Regions from separate parts of the Cricetulus griseus genome. Here region 2 is linked to region 1. The links are chromatin contacts, called in public Hi-C maps. All regions are on one chromosome and are shown on one strand. The core of a region is the stretch at or near the end of the contact, and the rest is flanking DNA. Distances in the headings are between cores, read along the strand shown. Region 1 overlaps Cep112 (centrosomal protein of 112 kDa). Region 2 holds the start of Axin2 (axin-2).

Region 1 (4,315 bases), core at 143-2,642:
ACAAGCCTAAAGGTATTTCTGTTCAGGTTGGTGACACACGGCTGGTGGTCAGTCAGGGTCATAAAGCCTTCTCAGGGTATTTCATACTCCTTTAATAATTATGGCTTGATTTGTTTTAAAAATTAAATTTTGTTTGAGCTTTAATCCACATGTGTACTACTTAACAGATATTTGTCATTTTACATTCATGGAGACATTGAAAAGGTAAAACTAACATTTATTTTAGCTGAAGTTACAGAGATTGATTTGAAGGCCAACTCCACATGTGGTCAGCTCACCATGGCACTGAGTAGCCCACCAAAGCCAGCTTTCACTCTTCTGTCTCTGAGTGGTCCATACTGTGCTAACGAAGAAGTTGGTATCTGTTAATGTTGACCTACTACATCTAATAACTTCTGTAAGAATTGTTTTAAAAAGTTTAAGAGGCTTATAATATTTGACACATGTATGTTTTTATAGTGAATAATTTATTGTTACTTAGAACTGAAGTTTAATGCTGCCTCATAAATTTTACAGCCACTTCAACTTGTCCTTTGAAAAACCTCTTTAATCTTAAAAGATTTTCCCCCTTAGTGTTTCTTTTTTGATCACTTTATAAAACCCTGCTTTACTTAGACCTTTTTGTATGTGAAGCATTTCTAATGGCATTTTAGATGATGCTGTTTGTGCCCTAGCCTTTTTATATTATTAAAGATGCGGAGTCCTTTTGAAGGCTTTTGTTGGGATCCCTATTCAGGGGAGATGACACCTTCCCTTTACCTTTGTTCCTTTGTAGGCTGGAAACAGCCTCGCTTCATTCTCCCTGGAAGTATTATGAGGCCATATTCTAGCCCTTATTATCATGCTTCCTTTTTGTCCCCCAAATATGCATCATGCATTAGTGTACTTAGCATTTTATACCAAAAACTCCAGTGCCAGTAACTGCTGAGATTCTTTGCTTTCTTTTTGCATATCCCTTGGTTTACATTCACACTATTACCCATGTTTTCTTTTAGAAGACCCACTGATCCAAATTTCGTTACTATTTCAATTAAAATTCTACCATTACATTTTTGTGTTTAGTATCTGGCTTTTTTCTTGACAAAGAAACATTGTAGTTGTATTTGACTTTAGTTGGTTATGACTTTATAAAACCTTTCTAAGGAGATCATAGCCATCAAGGACTGATAATCATCTTGTTTTTATGATCGGTTGTCTTTCAGGTAGCCCCCGGAACCCAATTTCTGATATTCCTTCCATAATTTCCTCCCCATGAAAAAGGGCAGGGCCTGTGACTTGTCTCTAACCAATAGGGTATGGCAGTGGTGAGCTCACTCCTGTGATAGCGTTGTGTTGCATTCAGCACATCTTACTCTAGGTCTTGCTGCCACGCCCTTTGTTGACTTTGAGGAAGTAGTTTCCATGATTCATGTGGGCACAGGGAACTAGATGTTGATCATGGGGGAAGGAAGTGGACCTGTCTATAGTTGAGGATATGAAAACACAGATCATCAAATCACGTTGTAGTCTTACTGAGTAGCAAGCCAAGGACCTAGCTCAGCTGTGCTTAGACTTCCATAGAACTATGGGAACATATGTGCATATTATTTAAAACTCCTCAGTTACTGATGGCGTTATGTAACCAAACATGATGAATGCTGACTTTTTCTTAATGTAGAAAACTTAATAGTTGCCGAAGCCTCAGTGTAGAGGGTGCAAAATGAAGGGTCAAGATTTTGTATGTTCTTTATTTCCTTCTTTCCTTATGAGTGGTAATCACATCAACAATTTGGTATATATTATTCATTAATAGGTACCTAACATCTATGCCCATGTGAATAAGAAATTATGAAATGTATATGTACCGCTTTATAACTCATTTTTTTTTACTTATTCTCAAAACCATTGCCATGTACATTTTTAAAAATACACTTTTAAAAACTGTCTCTACTGTCTTCCATTCTTTGTTATTATTGTAAAGAATGCTTTGGTTCACACACTAATGCCTAGATCATTGTGTATCTTATATTAAATATACCAGGGATTTGTTTTAATCAAGTATGATAAGATGATGGGGAGACAACTACCTTTTAATGAACAGATGTCATTCAGATACTAAGAGGAAGTGCCATATCCTGCAGGGTCACATGGGGAAGCCCATGTTTTGCTCAGGAGGCAGAGGAGCAAAGGGGAACAAGGTGAAAGCACCCCTTAAAAACTGTAATGGTGGGAAGTGGTTAGGTGGGGACCTACTAGTAGGTGTGAAAAGGAAAGCATGGATCTTAGAGTAGTGGTTGGGAGTTTAAATATGATTTCCATGAGATAATATGGAGGTAAACAACTTTGCCCAGGGCTTAAAGATACCAGCCTATCAGTTATAGTATCAAGAATAGACTTACACACTTGTATGTTTTAGACTATGTGTGGATTCCTAGGAGGTGAATTGCTCTATTGGTGGGGTCATTAGTTTATGTAATAGCTTGTACAATAGTATAAATAGTGTATTTGGGCTATCTTGGGAAAATATGTAAAAAGGTGTAGTGAATTATATTTGTATATAGAAGTGTTTTAAAGAGGTGATGTGTGTGTGTGTGTGTGTGTGTGTGTGTGTGTGTGTGTGTGTGCGCGCGCATGCGCACATGCGTGCGAGAGAGTGTGTGTATAAAATTACTAGGTATCACCTTTAGTGAGTGGCACTTGCCTGAAGTATAGAGATAATAGCATTCTTTTTTTGTATACATGTTTGTTATATTTAGAAACCGCACATTTTTATTTCTGTAGGTACAGTCAAATTGCCTTCTAAAATACCAAACTTTTATTAAGATGTTTGGACACAGACAATTTTAATATTAGTGCTAGAATTAATAAATTTAACTATGTAACAAACATGCCTGTAGCTGTAGCAAGTCTGTACGTAGATTTAAACATAAGGAGAATTTCCTTATGCGTAAACATTGCAAATTTTGTGAATTCCACTTGTTTTCTAGTTTGTTAGAGCAAGAAAGTCAATTGAGGGCATTTGTGCCGTTTGTTCTAAGTTACCTGGTCTGATCCTTCTGTAAGCCTGGGAGGTTGACAGCATTGCTCCATTGTATTTGTGGAGGTGGTAGCAGCCTCAGCAGGCTCACATGGCATTCCCAGCAGTGTGTCTGGTACTGGAATGCAGGTTCCTGGATTGTTTCTAGGATACTCCTAAGCTTTAGGTAGCTTAGGCAGAAAATATGGAAATTTCATTTTTTCCTTAAAATTTCAATGTTTATGTAATGTTATGTGTATGGGTTGTTTTGCATGCATGCATATCTATGCACACACTGCATGCAGTGCCCATGGAGGCCAGACAAGGGTGTCGGGTCCCCTGTGACTATAGTTATAGGTGGTTAAGAGCCACCACCTAAGTTCTGAGACTGAATCAGAGGCCTCTAGAAGAACAGTCAGTGTCTTGACTACTGAGCCATCTCTCCAGCCCTTTTGTCTGCTTTTGGCTCTGTGCCACCACAGAAATCTGGGCAGTTATTTCTTTGTCCTTTGTTGTTTCCAGGCTGAGCTGAAATGAGGAGGTTTGCTGTGTTCAAATCCTACTTCTGATACTTGGCAACCATCTGTCCTCAGGCGAGTTCCTTACTTTCCGTCATTTTGTAAAATGGGCTGTATGGAACTCCATGTCGGGACAAAGTGAAACAACAATGCATGTGGAGCCCTCAGCACAGGTCTTACTGAGTATCAGCTGTGCCACTGCCATTATCATAGGCGTGGTGGCCGCTATTGTCACGGTTCACATGGAGACTCACTTGTCTTTGTTTGACTGTTTTGCACTGATGAAATCCTCCCAAAGGATTGTCTCAAATCCACTAGCTGTTAACTGTTTTTGGCTTCTAGAAATCATCTTGTATTCTTTAAAACAAAAAGTACATGAGTACTCCAGTGGGAAGGTTCCATTTGTAATTACACACCAGCAAAAGAAGTTCCTGTGGTGGTTGTTACTATTGTTTGTTTCTGAGACAAGAACTCAAGTATCCCGCACTGGCCTCGAACTTGCCAAGTAGCTGAGAATGAGTTTGAGCTTTGGACCTTTCTGCTTCTGCCTCTTGGAGTTTCAGATGGGTGCTTATGGGTTTATGTGGTCTCTGGGATCAAACCCAGGGCCTCATGCAGGCTAGGCAAACACTCTAACTTCTGGTCTGCATCCCCAGTCCCCCAAACTGGGGGAAATATTTAAAAGGTTATTTGTAGTCATGTTTAGTCAACGGAATTAGTAAGTCTGACTTTCCAGGATACACAGAGCACAGTACATGGCTCATTGTGCTGTACAGCCATTTGCAGTTGCACAGTAATCTGT
Region 2 (4,613 bases), core at 1,058-3,557, 410 kb after region 1:
TGTCCCTTCCCCCATCCCCACAGTGTGTGTGTGTGTGTGTGTGTGTGTGTGTGTGTGTGTGTGTGTGTGTGTGTTACGTGAACATCCATGGCTGTTTGCATTGTAGCTGCTTTTATGGTATTTTTTTGCTTCTCTCTACACTACTCTTTCAGTAGCAACATCTCTGTGGCCTAAGGACCCCCCTGGGAAGCACAGTTTTGTTGGGGTTGATTAAGGAGGAGGTGTGCCTAGAGGTGGGTCCAGGGTTCCATAGACCATCTCAGAGCCAGATGCTGAGAGCAGCCAGGAGTCATCGACTCTCCAGGATTCTGGAAGGCAGAGACTCTACAGCCACCCAGTTTCCTCATGCCTAGTAGCTATCTCAATATGCAGATGCATCATGGGAACATGCTTTCTCTGGTCTTTCTGGGAAGGACCACATTTCACAGTCTGTACTGCTGGCTTGACCAGGTTGGCTCCTGGTTGCAAGGACCATGGACACAGAGGGCCTCATTCCTAGGCTATTGAGTTTAGAGGCTTGAGCTGTGAGGGTTCTCTTGTCCCTTGCCACAGCTCCAGTTCCTTCTCCAGTAGAACATGCCTGACATGCCTCTTTCCCTTTAGACCTGTTTCAAAGTTCCAAAAAGCCGCATGATTGTCCTTCATTCATTTTTAAGTTAAACAAGAAAGAGCAAAAACAGCAGTATAAAAGTCCAGGACTCTGCCTTTCACTTCTTTCCTCTTTTGGGATTACTTTTCTGTGGGTTTTGCTGTTGTCATTGTTATTGTTGTTTTGGGACAGTCTTAGGTAGCCTAGGCTGACTTCAAATTTATTATGTTGGTCTTGGAATTCTCATTCTATTGGTTCTATCTTTGGGGTAACAGTCACTTGTCATCAACTCTGGTTTGTATGGTAGGGGGAGGGGGTGTAAGTGGGGGGGGTGGAACCCAGGACTTTTAGAGCTGTGTGCATTCAAGGTAAGAACTATACCAGGCTACATCCTCAACTCCATTTCCCCCTACAAGAATGAAAAGTAGTGGGGCCTTGGTGGCGCAGGCCTTTAATCCCAGCATTCAGGAGGCAGAGGCAGAGGCAGACGGATCTCTGTGAGTTCAAGGCCAGCCTGGTCTCCAGAGGGAGTGCCAGGATAGACTCCAAAGCTACACAGAGAAACCCTGTCTCGAAAAACCAAAAAAAAAAAAAAAAAAAAAAAAAAAGGAAAAGTTTATTAGCTCATCCATGAGGAAACATTCTGCAATAGATAAATAAATAAATGCTCTGGGCTTATCACATTTTTTTTTTTTTTTTGGAGACAGGGTTTCTCTGTGTAGCTTTGGAGGGCTTATCTCATTTTTAAAAAGTGTTGTGCCTTACAAACGTTTTGGGGAGAAGATGGGAAGGAATTCAAAGATGACAATGGGGTGAATTTCTATACTTTAATACTGCGTGTGTGTGTGTGTGTGTGTGTGTGTGTGTGTGTGTGTGTGTGTGTGATATTCCATGGCTGTTCAATATGTAACTTATGGGATGGTGGCAGGCTTTTGGAAGAGCGTGGTGGGTACGAATTTGTTGAGAGAAGTCCATGTGTGTACAAGGAAGGTTCTGACTGCCACTCAAGTTTGCAAATTGGGGAACTGACTGCAGGTAGGTCTGTGGAGACAACTTCACACCCCCACCTTCACACAAACACGATTGCAAATAGTCCACAAACTATTCCTATATTAATTCAAACAGATACTGGAGCACAAGTGCGTGCACACACACACACACATACACTCACACACACACACACACACACACACACACACACACACACACACACACGTGCCATGTCTTGCAGGTCCCAGTCAGAGTATGTCCGAAGACACTTGGCCAGCGGATCCTAGAGCTATAGCTCCTTCCAGAAGCCCCCACTCCCCCCAATCCAAATTCCCAGGGAAACTTGAATAAAGGTAGGAAAGTATTTGATGATGTTGTGGAGGGGGAGGGGTGACGACACTCTCTGCTTGCTTGCAGTTCTTGAGATGGCCAGAGAGCTACAAGGAACTGGCATTCCATAGCCCGAGAGCAGGGGGAGGAGGCAGGAGCAAAGAGGCCGGAGAACTTGAAAGATGAAATCAGAACTCAGGCCAAGAAAGCCCCGGGGCCGCCGGGAGCCGGCAGGGGACGACCAAGGACTGAGGAAGGGTTAACGCGGGAGCCGAGTGTGCGACGGGGGCCGGGCCGGGGCGGGGCAGAGCGGGCTCACGCTGTCCCTTTAAGGCGGGCGGCGCGGGCCGGCCCAGCGCCGCTGTGATTGGCGCGGCGGGATCACTGGCTCCCTGAGCCCGGCCCGGGGGAGTCGGCTGGAGCCGGCTGTGCTTTGATAAGGTCCTGGCAACTCAGTAACGGCCCGAGAACCGGGAAATAAAAATAAGCCCCCGATCGCGATGGATTCCGGGGCCACCCGGAGGCCGAGGCGACCGCCTCCCCAACGGAGAGCTCTGCTGTAAAAGGTGGGGTCGGAGGCTCTGTCCCGGAGCAACCGCTTCCAAGAAAGCTCGGCGCGGCCGGGGGCTGCTGGCAGCGGGGTACGGGGCTACGGGAGGGGGCGGGAGGGTGCAAGTGGAGGAAAGCAGAGGGGTGCAGGCTGCATGGCCCCCAGAGGGGCGCAGGAGCGCGCTGGGCTGGCCCGGGTGCGGCTCGCGTACCTCCCTTCCAGGACCGTGCGCTCGGCTCGCGCCTTTGAAGTGCACAGTTAAATCCACAGCGCAGTTTTTGTTGGAAGCGCCTGGAGGACATTTGGTGCGCCTAGTGACTGCTGGAAACAGGACCTGGGTTGAAAGCCGGCCGGGCGGGGGCCGGAGGGGCCGCGGCGGGGGCGGAGGCCCACTCGGATCTTTTGCATAAAAGGGGCAGCGGGGCGCACGCTCCCCTCCCCGGCGGCGCGGAGCTTGCTCTCGCCTCGGGATCGTTGTTTTCTGCGCACCCCCTCCTCCGCCTCCGCGAGATTCCCCATGTTCCCCATGCCCGGGCGGGCCCGGGGGGGGCCCGGGGCTGCCTCTGCGAGTCCAGCGGGGGACCCGGGCCGGGGACCTGCCCGCGGCGCCTGCGAGGTCTCGACGAGGAGTGCGCCAGCGGATCAATGGTGAGTGCGGAGGCCGCGGCGGTCCGGCGGCCCGCGCGCTTTGATGTGCGGGGCGGCGCTTTGAAGTTGGCAGGCCGGCTATTTCGGGGCGCGCTCCGGGCCGGCGCGGAGGGGAAGCTGCGGGCTCGGCGCCCAGCGCTCCGGGGGGTTTGGCCGGGCGGCCCTGCGCGCGCGATGCTCCGGAGTCCCCTCCCCAGAGCGGGGCCCGGGGTGTCAGGGGGCCAGTCCGGGAAGACTTCTCCAAGTGGTGTCGGGGTCGGAGGCGGAGACGGGCAGCTCGCCCTCGGGGGTCGAGTCGCCGCGGGTGTGGATGAGTCGGGGTGTGCGTGTGCACGCGAGTGCCTTCGGAAGGTGGGATGAAAGGGTGGTGGCGCCCCCCGGTTGCCCTCCCCACCCCTCCCCCGCCCCTTCCCACTTCTCAACCCTCTAGTCTCCCCCTCCCAACCGCGGGTCCGCGCCTAGGTGCCCGGAGCGCTGGCGGTGGCTCAGTCTGAGCGCCGGACCGGCGGGAGTCCGGGGCACTCGCGTCCCCCGCGTTCCTCCTCGCCGCCCCTTTTGCGGAGAGGCCGAGACTCCGCGCGTCGCCATTTCTGGACTAGGCGGCTGCTTTCCGTGCCTTTCTGCGGGAACCTCTGAGAGGCTTGACGCCTGGGAGTGACCCCCTTCCCGAGCTCCTGGTGGACTGCGCACCGGGACTCTGGAGGCGTTCCTTTGCAGTTGGGCCGGGGAGGGACGGGACCGGAGGGGCTCAGAGGAGATGAGAGCCCGGCCTTGGCGGCCTTCATCTTCCAGGTAACGGCGTCGCACCACCTCCTCGGGGCCCGGGTGTGCGGCATTACCCGCGGCCCCGCCACTTCGCGGGCTTGTGCTCAGCCTGGCGGCTGGAGGTCCAGGACTGGGGCGAGGTGCATCCATCCAGACCCGGGGTCTCGAGCAGCTGGCCTGGCGTTCCTCTCGGTCCCCCCGGCCCGCCCCTGCCCTCCTTAGTTTGATCCTTCCCTGGCTAGGGAGAGCAGCTTGTTTATTGGTTAGATAAGACTTCTTTTCTTTTGGAGAAAGAATGACTTGGGATCAGTGGAGTTTGGGATTCTTGGCACAGGCTGTAGTAGCGTGAGACGCCTTCTGATCCGGTTTTGTTGGGTTCGCGGCTCCAAGAGGTGGATTGGGGGGGCCGGGGGCGGCGGGTCTCGGGGTTTCTCTTCTCTCTTTCAAAGTTTGAAGATCAAAGCCTCTTACATAGTGAACTGGTTTCTGCTTTGGGAAAGCGAAGACAAGAGGTGTAGACTGAGCCGCGTTCTTGGTGGAGAGTCTTGAGTGTAGGCAATATTTTCATCAGGGACCTGGGGATGCATGCTGAATTCAGGGGACCCTGAGCCCCTTCCGGCCGATGCTGGCCGGGCTTTTTTCGGGCGAGGATCTTCTGTAAGAAGTGGGACCAGGGAGCGCAGAAGGAGGGGGTGGAGGGTGTGTGTGGGGGAATGGGAACCAGATGCCGGGGAAGGGCAT

Evidence for each region. Hi-C and Micro-C count contacts between places; a contact is called where the count stands out from the background.
Region 2: a Hi-C map of liver shows a contact between it and region 1, with 3 times the contacts expected there. The contact joins the promoter of Axin2 here to the enhancer-like site in region 1. A contact is called at or near these places in 4 of 8 Hi-C or Micro-C datasets (the CHK-Q cell line, the CHO-K1 cell line, fibroblasts and 1 more).

Annotation. Positions count from the first base shown.
Region 1 is chr7:121,369,884-121,374,198 of CriGri-PICRH-1.0, forward strand. All of the region lies in intron 4 of Cep112 (centrosomal protein of 112 kDa), which reads left to right. Among named protein-coding and RNA genes, the nearest start is that of Cep112, 20 kb to the left of the region's middle. Within about 2 kb of position 1,393, at least 1 of the 6 cell types and tissues checked has open chromatin away from gene starts, as enhancers often do.
Region 2 is chr7:121,783,057-121,787,669 of CriGri-PICRH-1.0, forward strand. It overlaps Axin2 (axin-2), which reads left to right and starts at 2,308. Exons shown (of 11, transcript XM_027425832.2): 1 at 2,308-2,475.